Regions from separate parts of the Mus musculus genome. Here all the other regions are linked to region 4. The links are chromatin contacts, called in public HiChIP or PLAC-seq maps. All regions are on one chromosome and are shown on one strand. Each heading gives the region's core, a stretch centred on a gene start, on an enhancer-like site or on the middle of the called end of the contact. The rest is flanking DNA. Distances are from core to core; before and after follow the strand shown. Region 1 has its middle 50 kb from the start of 4930401C15Rik. Region 2 has its middle 31 kb from the start of 4930401C15Rik. Region 3 has its middle 91 kb from the start of 4930401C15Rik. Region 4 holds the start of Tmem200a (transmembrane protein 200A).

The links. HiChIP or PLAC-seq counts read pairs in DNA pulled down with a chosen protein or histone mark.
Region 1: an H3K4me3 HiChIP or PLAC-seq map of embryonic stem cells shows a contact between it and region 4, with 17 read pairs. The contact joins the enhancer-like site here to the promoter of Tmem200a in region 4. A contact is called at or near these places in 8 of 39 promoter capture datasets (the 3T3-L1 cell line, cranial neural crest, embryonic stem cells and 3 more), 3 of 484 Hi-C or Micro-C datasets (cortical neurons, embryonic stem cells and myocytes), 5 of 115 datasets of contacts at active chromatin or transcription factors (embryonic limb bud, embryonic stem cells, forebrain and 1 more) and 1 of 9 other capture datasets (liver).
Region 2: a contact with region 4 is called in an H3K4me3 HiChIP or PLAC-seq map of craniofacial prominence, with 2.9 times the contacts expected there. The contact joins the enhancer-like site here to the promoter of Tmem200a in region 4. A contact is called at or near these places in 13 of 39 promoter capture datasets (the 3T3-L1 cell line, 3T3-L1-derived adipocytes, cranial neural crest and 8 more), 3 of 484 Hi-C or Micro-C datasets (cortical neurons, embryonic fibroblasts and nephron progenitors), 6 of 115 datasets of contacts at active chromatin or transcription factors (craniofacial prominence, embryonic limb bud, embryonic stem cells and 2 more) and 4 of 9 other capture datasets (adipose tissue, embryonic stem cells, liver and 1 more).
Region 3: a contact with region 4 is called in an H3K4me3 HiChIP or PLAC-seq map of embryonic limb bud, with 3 times the contacts expected there. The contact joins the enhancer-like site here to the promoter of Tmem200a in region 4. A contact is called at or near these places in 4 of 39 promoter capture datasets (the 3T3-L1 cell line, 3T3-L1-derived adipocytes, embryonic stem cells and 1 more), 3 of 484 Hi-C or Micro-C datasets (cerebral cortex, embryonic fibroblasts and uterus), 3 of 115 datasets of contacts at active chromatin or transcription factors (embryonic limb bud, neural progenitor cells and stem cell-derived neural progenitor cells) and 2 of 9 other capture datasets (embryonic stem cells and pancreatic islet).

What each region holds. Positions count from the first base shown.
Region 1 is chr10:25,885,779-25,888,858 of GRCm38.p6, forward strand. No RefSeq gene overlaps it. Among named protein-coding and RNA genes, the nearest start is that of 4930401C15Rik, 50 kb to the left of the region's middle. Within about 2 kb of position 1,638, at least 18 of the 459 cell types and tissues checked have an H3K27ac peak or open chromatin away from gene starts, as enhancers often do. A contact at or near this core is called in embryonic stem cells, where this site is marked.
Region 2 is chr10:25,866,792-25,870,063 of GRCm38.p6, forward strand. No RefSeq gene overlaps it. Among named protein-coding and RNA genes, the nearest start is that of 4930401C15Rik, 31 kb to the left of the region's middle. Within about 2 kb of position 1,945, at least 3 of the 459 cell types and tissues checked have an H3K27ac peak or open chromatin away from gene starts, as enhancers often do. A contact at or near this core is called in craniofacial prominence, where this site is marked.
Region 3 is chr10:25,926,725-25,929,595 of GRCm38.p6, forward strand. No RefSeq gene overlaps it. Among named protein-coding and RNA genes, the nearest start is that of 4930401C15Rik, 91 kb to the left of the region's middle. Within about 2 kb of position 1,282, at least 84 of the 459 cell types and tissues checked have an H3K27ac peak or open chromatin away from gene starts, as enhancers often do. A contact at or near this core is called in embryonic limb bud and uterus, where this site is marked.
Region 4 is chr10:26,077,589-26,080,723 of GRCm38.p6, forward strand. Tmem200a (transmembrane protein 200A) reads right to left here and starts at 1,375. Exons shown (of 3, transcript NM_001358814.1): 1 at 1,248-1,375; 2 at 550-731. Gm9767 (predicted gene 9767) reads left to right here and starts at 667. Exons shown (of 1, transcript NR_028030.2): 1 at 667-1,859.

The DNA of each region.
Region 1 (3,080 bases), core at 388-2,887, 190 kb before region 4:
AGGTGCTTTTAAACCGGGGAGTATATGAAAAAGGCACTACAGAGTTCTTAAACTGAAAGAACACTGACACACTCACAAATAATGCCATTTATAACGAGTCAGGCTAGGCCAGAGTTTGTTTTGCAGTGGACATCTGTTCGTTTTGATTCTCAGCTAAGCCAGTCAGTATTTTACAAATCCTGCAGAATGGCTTCAGTAGTAGATGCATGGTCTCAGGGTGGAAAACGTTTGCGTTTTCTGTCCTGTGAAGCTTTTTGTGGGGACAGAATGGAATCAAGGCCCAGTTATCTGAAATAGATATTAAAAAGTCAAGTCCTGGTATTAGGACGTTGGAGCCTTGACTGAAGCTTTAGCTGAAACTAGTGGCTTCCTTGGGCTTTCCGGTTATTTGAGTTAACAATATCCTCTTTTTGTCCATTGCTATTGGACTCCCACTTGATTGCAAAAGTCTGAAGTTATTTGCTGTTCAATTTATTTATTATTCCACTTGACAGTAAGTAAATGACCCAAGCACCAGAACCCATTTCCTAAGAAAGATTAAATGAAACCTTTTAACACATGTTGTGTGCTTGGTTACGTTGTATTTAAGAAAATGTTATTTACCAATGCTATCACTTTATGCAGAATTTCCTAGTGTTCCAGGAGCTTGACTTTAGGAACTGACCCACCAGGATTCTAATCTTAATCCTGGCACTGACTAGCTGTGTAAACCTGGAGACATTTTGTTTTCTATGGAGCTTGGTCATTTCATATATAAAACTGGGAAACCATTACTACCTTCTTATAGGTTTGTTCTGGGGTGACAGAGTTAATTCTTATTAAATGCTATCTACAGTCCCAGGCATATGTGTGGTCAAGACGTAAAACTCCATTAGTCATAACACACACATATCTGATAGGATAGAGCCTTGGACATAATAGATGGTTGGTTCAGTAATCTAAGCATTGACTAATTCAGGCGAAAGCTGATGAATGACAGAGTAAATATGACGCTGGATTTGAAGTCAGGAGAATTTGGTTCCTGTCACCTGTTCTCTGGTCTTCTGAAAATCCTTCAATGATCAGGAGCCGCAGAGCTCAGAGGCCAGAGGCTGTTGGTTGTGGATTGCCTTGGTGCTATTTGTATTAGGGGCTAATCCTGGCCCGACGAGGATGGGGGTGTCACTTACTTGGGAGATTCCATGTGAGCCTGCTCCCCATTGTGATTGAGCAGGGGGAGGGGAAGGGGGAAGGGGGGACTGGAAGTTTTAGAGAAGGAGAGAATGGAAGGAAGGAAGAAGAGGATGACTGGGGCGGAGAGAAGAGGAAGAGAAAGAAGAAGACAGAGCAGACTCATGTGGCTTGGAGGAACTGCAAGTAGCTAGGGATTTCATAGCTGGGGAATAGAGTCCTGTAGTGGTCTATCTGCCTAATCTAGGCATGCAGCTTATAAATGCTATAACTGAATTGTGGTTTTTGTTTGTTTGTTTGTTCGTTCATTTGTTTTGAATGGGCATATTGTGGTTGGAGATTTACTGATACAAATCTGGCTGGTATAAATAATAGTGTTTTCCTTTCATGGGGCTAAAGGGAACTGAGTCTACAGACCAGCCACAGGGGAGAATGGTAGCTCCAGGGGTTTCTGGAAAAACAGGTTTGGGCTGCTTAGTAAACCAGCCTCGGGGAACTAGGGCCGAACAGCTGCTTTTGGCGCCAGGCAAGCAGCAAGGGGAGATCAGGAGAGCCCAGCATGAGAGCTGAGTGAGATGGGGCGGCTGCCAGCCCCAAAACCTAGCCAAAGTTAGCATGGATTATTAAAATTGGAGGTTGGTGAGATGGCTCAGCGGTTAAGAGCACTGACTGCTCTTCTCCTGAGTTCAAATCCCAGCAACTGAAAGACCCACAACGTGAGGACTCCCCCACGTTCTGACTCAGGAGAGGCGACACCCCAAAATCACCCACAAGAAACGGGTCTTGCTGCAAATTGCAAGAGGATTTTTATTCAAAAGCGCTCTCAGGCCCATGGTCATACACCACGCAGGGGTAGAGGACTGTGGCGCCCCGAGTAGCTGGGTAAGGGGGTATTTAAAGGAAGAAACCACAACTTAAGGAAGTGGGGAGGGCTTTGTTGGAAGATACCAAAGATACCAGTTAAGAGTCACAAGGAAGTGTAAAGTTACAAGAGTCACAAGGAATACCTGGTAATTGTTAACTCTCAAGACAGCTTCTAAGAGCCTCTAACAATAGCACATTTGCATTGCAGGTTCTGGTAATGGCCAGGGTGACTTTCTTTGAATGAGCACTCTTTGAACCCAGGAAGCGGGTGGGTAGAGGAATGTCGATATCTCTTTTATGATTAGCATACCTTTACAAAGGCCACATTCCCAAGCCTGGGCCTAAAAGCCTAGAATTCTGTTTTTATGTTGTTATACTTTCACAACCACATGGTGGCTCACAACCATCTGTAACAAGATCTGATGCCCTCTTCTGGTGTGTCTGAAGACAACTACAGTGTACTTACATATAATAAATAAATAAATCTTTAAAAAAAGGATTATTAAAATTGCACGCAACAGTTAGTGCCACCTTTATGTTTGGTTTTGGTTTCTTCTTGTTGTTATTTTCATTTTGTTTTGTTTTGTTGTTATTTTCATTTTGTTTTGTTTTGTTGTTATGAGACAGTGTTTCTCTGTGTAGCCCTGGCTGTCCTGGCACTCTGCAGACTTGATTGGCCTCAAACTCAGAGATCTGCCTGCCTCTGCCTCCCAAGTGCTGAGATTAAATGTGTGCACCACCACCGCTGGCTATTGTTATAACAGTAAAATGTAACTGTCATTCTTGTAAAGTTTACATCTCTTGCAGTGAATCCCAGGTTCTGCCCTGGCTGTGAAATGCGATGGTGTCAGAAGCATTGTTAAAGTGGTGACACTTGGCAGAAAGTGAAAGAATAGACATTTTATCATAACCAGTTTCAGAGCCTGCTGAGTTGGCTGTGGGTTAAGGCCCCTGACTCTGTGATTTTAGACTATTCCTCATGTGATAGGACCTCTTATTAAGAACCACTGGCAGAAGTCACTGTGAGTTGTGAATTCAGCAACTAC
Region 2 (3,272 bases), core at 695-3,194, 210 kb before region 4:
AGCTGAGAGCTTATGTCTGATCCATTAGTTCAAGGGGACAGAAAGAGAGAGAGAGAGAGAGAGAGAGAGAGAGAGAGAGAGAGAGAGACTAACAAGGAATGTCATGAACTTTTGAAACCTCAAATCCTAGTGACATACCTCCTTCCTCAGGCCATACCTTCCAATCCTTTCCAAACCAGTTTCAGACTATGTATTAAAATACATGATCCTATGGGGCCATTTGAACCACCACAACAGGGCCACACCATCCTCAGATTAATTTCTAAGTAAGAAAAAGGATGGGCAAAGTGGTCACGAATGAATGACAGTTTCCATAGAAACAATGTAGGAAAAGAATTTGCCTCCATGGGGAAGGAGGAAAAACTGTAATGTGTTGTGGAGGGACAAAGTCATGTGTATACCTGGATTCTTCCAGCTCCCAGATAACAGTGAGATAGTCTACTTGTCCATCTAACTTTGGTATTCAAGTTCTTTCTTCTCTCTAGAAAATGAGAAACACAAAAAACAGTGTCACAAACACAGAGGCAAATTCTCTGAGGACAAAGGGCCATTCCTGTAAGACTGTGTTGCTAATGCTTTGCATAGAGCCTGACTGAAAACTAGAATCTAAGAAGTGTATGTCTGACAAGTAAGAGGGTGAACAGAAATGAATGTCCATGGAGTGATGCACATGAATGGATAAAGTGAGATTCCAAAAGGAAGCACAGAGGGTTTTTTTTTTTAAAACCAAATCTATTTTTAGAAAGAAAACCATATTATTTCAAGAGCCTTTGTAATACAAATGTATTTCTAGCACCTGAATTATAAGTGCTTATGGTAGAGCAAACATCTCAGTTCACAAAGAGATTTACACCATGATTTCAACCTGCTCTGTAATGGCAAGGAATCCACTTTCTGGGTTGCTTTAAAAGGAAATACAAGGCAATCTTAAGTTGTTATATCTATTTGTCAAATGATACAATAACCCCAATGAAGCACTTTGGTTGACAGGTTTAGCCAACTTTCCTTGATGCCTTTACACAGCTAGAGTGTACCATAACCTCTTTAAGGCACACTATTCTTTTCTGTCTCATGGCTCTACACATTCTCTGGTGAAAATGGAGCCCCAGTTCAGATGCATGGGTCAATATATAATTATTTCAGTTATCCTAATTCAATCATCTAGATCTGTGGGATTAATAATAGAATGTTTATATTCTCTTTAAGTGACAAGTCCCATTTCCAAAGTCTGGCTGTCACAAGTCAGCCTCTGGTCATGTACAGTAAATATCAGAGCCGTTTGATCCTCTGGATTTCTATGTGAGAACACTTATAGTCAATGACCTCTAACAACTACAATAGCTATTAATAGTCTTAAGAAAATGACCTTCCTGTATGAGGATAACAAAATAACTTTTGAAAAAAATTCAACTCCACCTCATAAAAACTGAAAAGATGATAAAAAGCAGAAATTTCTCATTTATCTGACTTTTATTTACCTAAAAGAACTACAAATCAAATCATCTCTGAAATTTGTTGTCTTTGAGTACAGGAAGTATCAAGGGAAATGCCATCCGAGGCATTATTGTTGAGCTGTGTCAGGTTCCCACTGTGTAAGGTTTATATCAATTCAGGAAAGAGTTAGGGATTTTTAGTGAAATGTAGCTATGTTTTTAAAAGTACTCAAAACAGGACAATACTCAGGCAAACAAAACTCCAAATGTTCAAAATTGAAAGAGACATATTTGTGTACATGGCGTACATATCTGAGACCTCCTCGTTCTGGAAAACACCTTTGTGGTTAATGGATGTGATGTTGCCATGTGTTCTTCACTGTCTGTGGGATTCTTAACCTCATTAGGGACAAGGGCTCCATAGTTTTCAGTAAAGATGAACACAAAGTCACCCTGAGAAAGGAGTCAGTGTATATGGAGCAGGCTCAGAAGATGCTCCCTTTTCAACGTTGATAAGTCCTTGGCAGATCCAGAGAGGCAGACGTGAATGAAGACACACTAGCAATTTAGTAAGATTGAGTGACAGATTTAATAAATGATTTGTGTGCGGAACGGCAAGAATCTAGGGAAATCTCCTTGTCGGGATACTGCAGTAATCTTCTTGCAGACATTCTTAATCACCTGCACCATTCTGCTCAAGGCTGAGATGTAATGAGATGCAGAATGGTCTCCTAATCCTTCAAGTCAGCTCAAGTTACTGCAGGAATAATGGTATCGTGTGTTACATGTAAGTACCAAGGAGCTCTGATTGTCTCAAGAAGGATTTTACAGAGTAAGCAAGTAGGGATTAGAGCCCACATCTGCTTGTCTCTAAAATGCACGCTAAAACCCACAGCCCTCCATTTTCTCAAGTCAACATGATTTCTGTATCTGAATAAGATCTGGTTGGCTTTCTTTCTAAAAAAGTGGAAACACTGTCACCAGGAGTCCACCTGCACAAGCCAGTGCTGAGCGAACATTAGCAGAGGTCATGTAAAAGTGGTGGTTTGAATAGGGATGGCTTGGCCCATAGAGAGTAGCATTATTAAGAGGTGTAGCCTTGCTGGAGGAAGTGTGTCACTGTGGAGGTAGGCTCTGAGGTCTCCTATGCTCAGGCTATACCCAGTGAGACACAGTCTTCTTCTGTTGCTTGCAGATCAAGATGCAGTGCTCCCAGCTTCTTTTCCAGCACTGTGTCTGCCTGCATGTTGCCATACTTCTGGCCATACTGATAATGCACTGAACTTCTGTAACTAGAAGCCAGACCCAATTAAATGTTTTGCTTTGTAAGAGTTCCTGTGGTCAGGGTGTCTTTTCACGGCAGTAGAAACCCTAAACTAAGACATGCTATAAAGTGCTCATCACCCATGCAGAAGAGCTGGAACGTTTAAGAGGTTGGACCTATTAAAAGGACTCTAGGTCACTATCTGCCCTTGAAGGAAATTGTGGAGCTTCCATGACTTCCTCTTCCTCTGTAGCTTTCCAGCTAATGAGATGGAGAATTTCTGGTTTCTTCTGCCATGAAGAGTTACTCCTGCCAGAAGTACAAACACATCTTGTATCAGAAACTTAAGAAACACGAGTCATAAAACTATTCCTATGTATAAGTTAATTGCCTCTGGTAGTTCCCTTGGGGGCAGAAAGCTAATGCAGGAGGCAACATGTATTTGACAACTCATGAACAACTTGAAGTTGCAGATGTGACAGTCTTTGTAGTGAGGTAATGACAGCAGCTATCATTTCCACACATTCTGTCAGCTGATAATGAGTTATCTGCATGCACATTTTTTCCTTTCACCC
Region 3 (2,871 bases), core at 32-2,531, 150 kb before region 4:
ATCAAACTGTCCTTCCCACATCTCTGTAGAACCAGAAGGTCATTTTTGTCAGTACATCAAGAATTGGAAAGACCTTTACAGACAGGTTCACATTGAAGCTCCTGGGAGGCTGACTCCCTGAGTTCTGATTTATAATATACAATGAGAAGTCAAATTGACAAGGGAGACAATAGAGCATTGAACCTGCATTTCTCACTGAATACAAGGGACACTTAGAAAGCAAAATGGAGTTTATAATATCCCTTAGTGGGTATCAGCCAGAAACAAAGGACTAGAATGACCTTATATGATAAGGCTCTGCCAAAGGCCACTCAGATGGCCTTCCTCACTGTGGATAGACGACAGTGATTGCTATAGTATCTCTTAACACAGAGGCCACCAAATTCCAGGGAACAGGAATACTTACAATTAAATTTGATCGTAAGATAAGAATTTCTCCTAGGGCTGAGAGTGTACTTTAGTGACAGAGGACATGCCTATTCTGTGTAATGCCTTCAGTGTGATCCTTTTGTTATACACAGATTCATACCACACACACACACACCACACACACACACACACACACACACACACACACACAAGACATATGCACTCACACACCACAATACACTCACAATACTCATGTTACACACTCACACACACACACACACTCACACGTAACACACTCACACTTTCATATCTCATACACACACACACACTCACACGTAACACACTTTCATATCTCATACATACACACACACACACACACACACACACACTCATACGCACTACAAAAGCATCTCATGTCCTATGATGATCCAATCCCCACTAAAATCCTATTTTAAAACCTTTCTTACAAAGGAAGTTCCCTGCTCCTGATAGTTAGGGGTTTCTGCCTGAAAGCAGATTTTATTCCAAGCTGATTGGTGTGTAGTTTCTGCATATGCTTTCCGATTTCTGGAAAGGATGAGTCAAGCCGTGTCTCTTCTGTTAACCATTTATGGCAGGTTCCATGAGTCTAGGCAGAGGAGCAGAGGTAAGGTGTAGAGTTTTGGGGCAGATGGCAGCTCTAAGGCCTCCACGGCTCTTCCTAGCTGAGTGATCACAAGCAGAGGCTCACTGTCTCTGCATTTCAGACTCTTTATTTTATAAACAGAGGATAATTGAAGCACATTTATTACTGTGTGTATATGAGGGTAAAAGACTGATTGTGTATAAAGTTCCAGACAGTGCCTCACAAAGAGGTCACTCCCAGCACACATTAGTTTGCTCTCCAGTGCAGGCCTGCAGGTCCTCACTCTCCTGACTTCGACTTTCCCCCACACTTGCTGTCCTTTGATGGCGCTCCCTGACAGTCCTACAGCATGAGGCTTGCGTTATCAGTGTCACAAAGTTCGGAGATTCTTTAGCGTTGTAAAAGCCATCTGTTTGGTGCAAATCTAACACACTCATAGCTGGAATACCTAAGTCTTTATTGTTCCTGGTTTTGTTTGGTTTTAGTTTTGGTGTTTTGTTTTGTTTTGTTTTTGAGACAGGGTCTTATTCTGAAGTCTAGGCTGGTCTGGAACTAATTATGCACCGCACTGCTCTCAGATTCACAGCTCTCCTCCTGCCTCACGGTAACAAGTGCTGGGATTTCTGCCACAAGCTACCCGTGCTTGGCTAAACATAAGGGGTCTGGGTTTTATTTATTTGTTTTTTTAAGCCTCATTTTAATGATATCTGTGACCTTGGCTATAAATTTCTCAGATTTTACCTTTCTCTTGAGTAAGTGGAAATAAAATGTTCTGCGAGAAAGACCTTTGTTCACTGAGTGATTGCAAGGGGTGGGGACAGACCTAGTGACTCGTGCCTTTATTTGCAGAACAAGGAGGCAGAAGTGGGTGGATCTGTGTGCATTTCCAGGTCAGTCTGGTCTTTGAAACACAGGTCAGCCAGGGCTGTCCAGTGAGACCCTGCCTCAAAACAAAACGAAATTATTGCAAGGCCTAATTAGCTGTTTTTCATGAAGGCAGTGTGTAACTCTAGGATTGTGCCAATGACAAGGATACACCTTTCTCTTCCATCTTACCCTTGAGTAACTGCAAGCCTCTGTTCCTCTCCTCTAAGAGTGAGAGTTGGGGACAGCTCTTCTGACCTGTGATTCTTCCTTGCTAGAGGAAGCAGCTTGGGCAGCTTTCTCACAACAGATATGATGAGTCTCCTGACCTCCTGAACTGTGACGTGCATCCCTCCTCTTGACCCATCACTAAGCTCGTCTCCTGGGTCCCCTGCAGGTTCACGTCTGTCTTGGCCATGGCCCCTCCCCCTTCTCTGTCCCACTGGTGATGAGATGCGTGTAGCCAAGCAGTGAAAATAAACAAGGGCATTTGATATCTGCTCTACAAGTTCAGCTGACTTCAGGCCTCATTCGTCTCAGCTAAGATATACATAATCCATGGGACAGGGCAGGAGGCTCCTTAGTCTCGGCCACACAGCCATTATGATTTGACAGAGGGAGGATTGAGAGCGAGGGTGGTCAGCAACAAGCAAAGCAGACTGCTTTTGAGCCTCTTCTGTACTCACTGGAAACTTCAGCTTCTAACAGAATCTTGTGGTGTGGATGGATGCCCCTTAAACAGGCTCCACTTTTAACTGTTCACTGATGCCAGCTCGTCACAAAGAAAAAAACAAACCTGAAGGGTCAATTTACAAATACATTCCATCCAACAATAAAATGAGGGGGGAAAGTCCACCGAGAGAACTGGATGTAAAAATGCTGAACAAGAAACAGATCCAATCTGCACTGAACCGTATTTACAGGGAAAGCCATCTGGCTGTGGTCCAGTTTGTACCTCTCTGCTCTGCTCAGAATGCAGCAAACTCTATTCAGCAGAGTCTTTTCCACAGGCG
Region 4 (3,135 bases), core at 125-2,624:
TAGAATGCCCAAGCCTTCATAATGCATAGTGTTGGCGTGAACACGCAATTATTGCAAAACAATTAGTGAAGCAAATCTTACGAGTCCTTTCTTAGGCAGTCTGTGGGGAGGAGAGTCGTGCTGAAGCCTATAGACAATTACCCCTCTTCGTTTTGCTTATGCAGGTAGGATCACACTGAAATACTGATCTAGGGAACCCTGTTCACACTTTTGTCTACCATAAATTAACGCCGTAGACCCTCACAAAGATTGCTGACTCTGGAACCTTAGACAAAGGAGGGTGTAGCTCCAAGACGCGAAGCCAGGCGCTCTCAGAAGCCGGCTGCTCACAGGCTGCCCCGCACCACCTCTCCTGTACTCTGGAGACCAAGAAGTCTGGAACTGATGGAGGACTTGGTTCATTCCCCCAAACTTTGGGAGTCATTGTTTCCCCTAACTCTGCGGGCTAAAGCGGAGGGGAGGAGAAGGGGTTTCAGAAACCCGGGGTACAGCTGCAGGGCTCGCCCACCCACCTCTGCACGCCCCGCAGCACCCTGGTGGTCCACTCACCTGTCCTGAGCGCCTGGTCTCGGGGCTCCGGTGGCCTCTCCGGGCTCTTCGCTCTCACAGCTGTCGCGACAGCGTGCGCCTCCGGGGACCAGCGAGGGAGGCGGCGGGGTCGGGGGCGTCAGGAGGAATCTGGGCAGCTGCGGGCAGCCACGGTCTCACTCCCCATCCCCGTGGGGCTCCGGCTGAGGACGCGGTGCGGTCACCAAAGGAAGATGAGTCAGGCCGGGGTGCGGGCGCCCTGACTCGCGCATCTGGGGGACGCGGCCGCCGCCATCGGACGAGCGCAGCCCCTATCCTTCTAGGGTACCGGTGACCGAGGCCAGGGCAAAAGATCGCAGCTAAGGCGTCTCCGCCGCCGCCAAGAAAGACAAAAGGAATGCGGGGCTCGAGGGAAAGTTTTGGGCTTGGTTCCTGATGAATTCTAGCCCCCGAAGCCGCCAAGAGGAGGATCGGGGGCGAGGGCGGGACGGGCTTCCCGGAGCGTCGCCAGCAGCCGGGGACCCAGACGGTGCTAATCGCACCGCCGCCCACGACCCGTGGGAACTCCGCCGGCCCAGTCGCCAAGCTGTGCAAGAGCTGCGTGCAGGACCCACCCTTCCCCCCGGACCCCAACCCAGCTACCCGGCGCCCTGGCTGCAAAGTTGTACTTCTAGCGCCGGGATGGCGCCCATACAAAACCCATTTGGGGAACAAAGTACCGCTTCCAGGCGATCTGCTTCATCTGAAGGCCAGCGGGCGGAAGCGGACACACCCACTCGCTTCTCATCACCGTCGGACGCGAGTTCCAGAACGGGAGATACCTGCCCCTCCTGTCTCAATAAGAACTGGGGATCCCCGGCGGACTCTGTATTTTCTGGAAGAAGGATCCATAGGCCCCTCGGTTCCACGCCCCTCGGATGCTTTCTTATCAGATGCAGCCTGGGAGGGTCGGGGTCCCCCTGGCGGCTGCACGAGTGCTGTGCTAACAAAGTCAGACCTGGACCCCCAAGAGATACTGCACTCCTAGCCCTCAGAGGGTTTAAGCTGCTGGGAAGTTAGTTCCAGTAGAGCAGACTGGTTGGGAAGGGTTCTGGGCATGGGGTTGTGAGGGGCAGGGGCTAATTGTATCCTAAGATGATGAGTCTGAGGCTAAGCTCCAGATATCAAATCCAATGAAGGCTTCAAGTTACCAAAAATTATCAGTGAGAAAAAAAAAAACATGTCCTGTCCATAGAATGAAATAATTGAAATAATAGTCACGTGCAATTCTGCAAGGGACCAAAGCGCCCACTCTGGCTGAAGATCAAGTCAGTAAATAAAGTTTCGTATTCAAATTACTGCGTTGGAGTGTGCAGTGTACAGCAACCGTAGCTGAGCTATGGTTTTGTAAATCCATGAGTTTCTTGGATTTTTTTTTTAACTCATAGGCAAGAGGCAAATATTCTGCTCTGGTGTGTATCTATTTCAATGTGTCAGCTACTGGATTCTGTGGGGAAAAAATCTAGACTCAAGAAAATAAGGCAACCCGTAGAGGCCAGACAGGTCATTAAGATGACACTGGCAATGGAGAAAGACTGTAAAAACGGGCAATAGTGGTTTTAAAAAAAAAATCTTGCTTCAGTATGGAGGTTAAATACTTTTTCTGAAATTTCAGGACCAAATGCTTAAAAAAAAAAAAAAAAGAAAAAAAGAAAGAAAGTAGATGGGATGGGGTAGGAGAAATGAGTCACCTTGTAAGCCATCTGTGGTTTTCTTTTCCTTCCACCTTCATGTGGCTAGTTCTCTTGGCCCAAAGCCATTTGATCAGTTCTCTGAGGTTTTCTAGCACATTTGTCAAGGAACCTTATTAATCGTGTGAGCCTAGTAAGGTTCTACTCGTTGTACAAGAATGCCCTGACTCTTCCTTTCTCCTCAAAGCTCCCAAGAGAACACACTTCCTAGCAAGCCTTCCTGACTTGTAAAGGGGTGGGTAATAGGTTCCTCCCATCCTGCTCTTTTAATGTAGCACAGTGTCTACAATGTACAGGGAAACATTTAAAATGGCAATCCAGACATCACAGGCATCACATGTCCAGGCAGTCTTCAAAGAGAGGCTGATGAGGAAAGACTTCGGGAAAAGATCTAGACTCATTCTTATCACCACTGATCACAATTACCAATCTGAACTTATATTCCAGTTATTCAGTCAAAGAAGAAGGAAGAAGGTGAACTAGATAACATCATCAACATATTTTATTTTTAAAATAATTACTACTAGTCAGAAAAATTCAGTAGTAAATAGCCTTGTAAATTGAGGGTTATCTGCCATTCTATAGTCTAAGCAACCTCCCAAGAAGATATTCATCAGTCCCCCTCTGGCTCTTAGTGTTCCAGGCAAGCTCAGGTAAATTATTTAATCTTTGCTAATGGCCAATATTTTCCATCTGGAAAGAGCCCAGTGAGCATATCATGTCAGTAATGGATTTTGGATTTAGTGGCTTTATATCCACTCTGGTGTAATGGATGGGAATCAACTATTCCCTATTTGGGGGGTAAAAGCTACCTGTGTTTTACACGTAATTATTTTTGAGTCTGCTGTTTTGAGATGTATACAGTTTCCATTAAAAC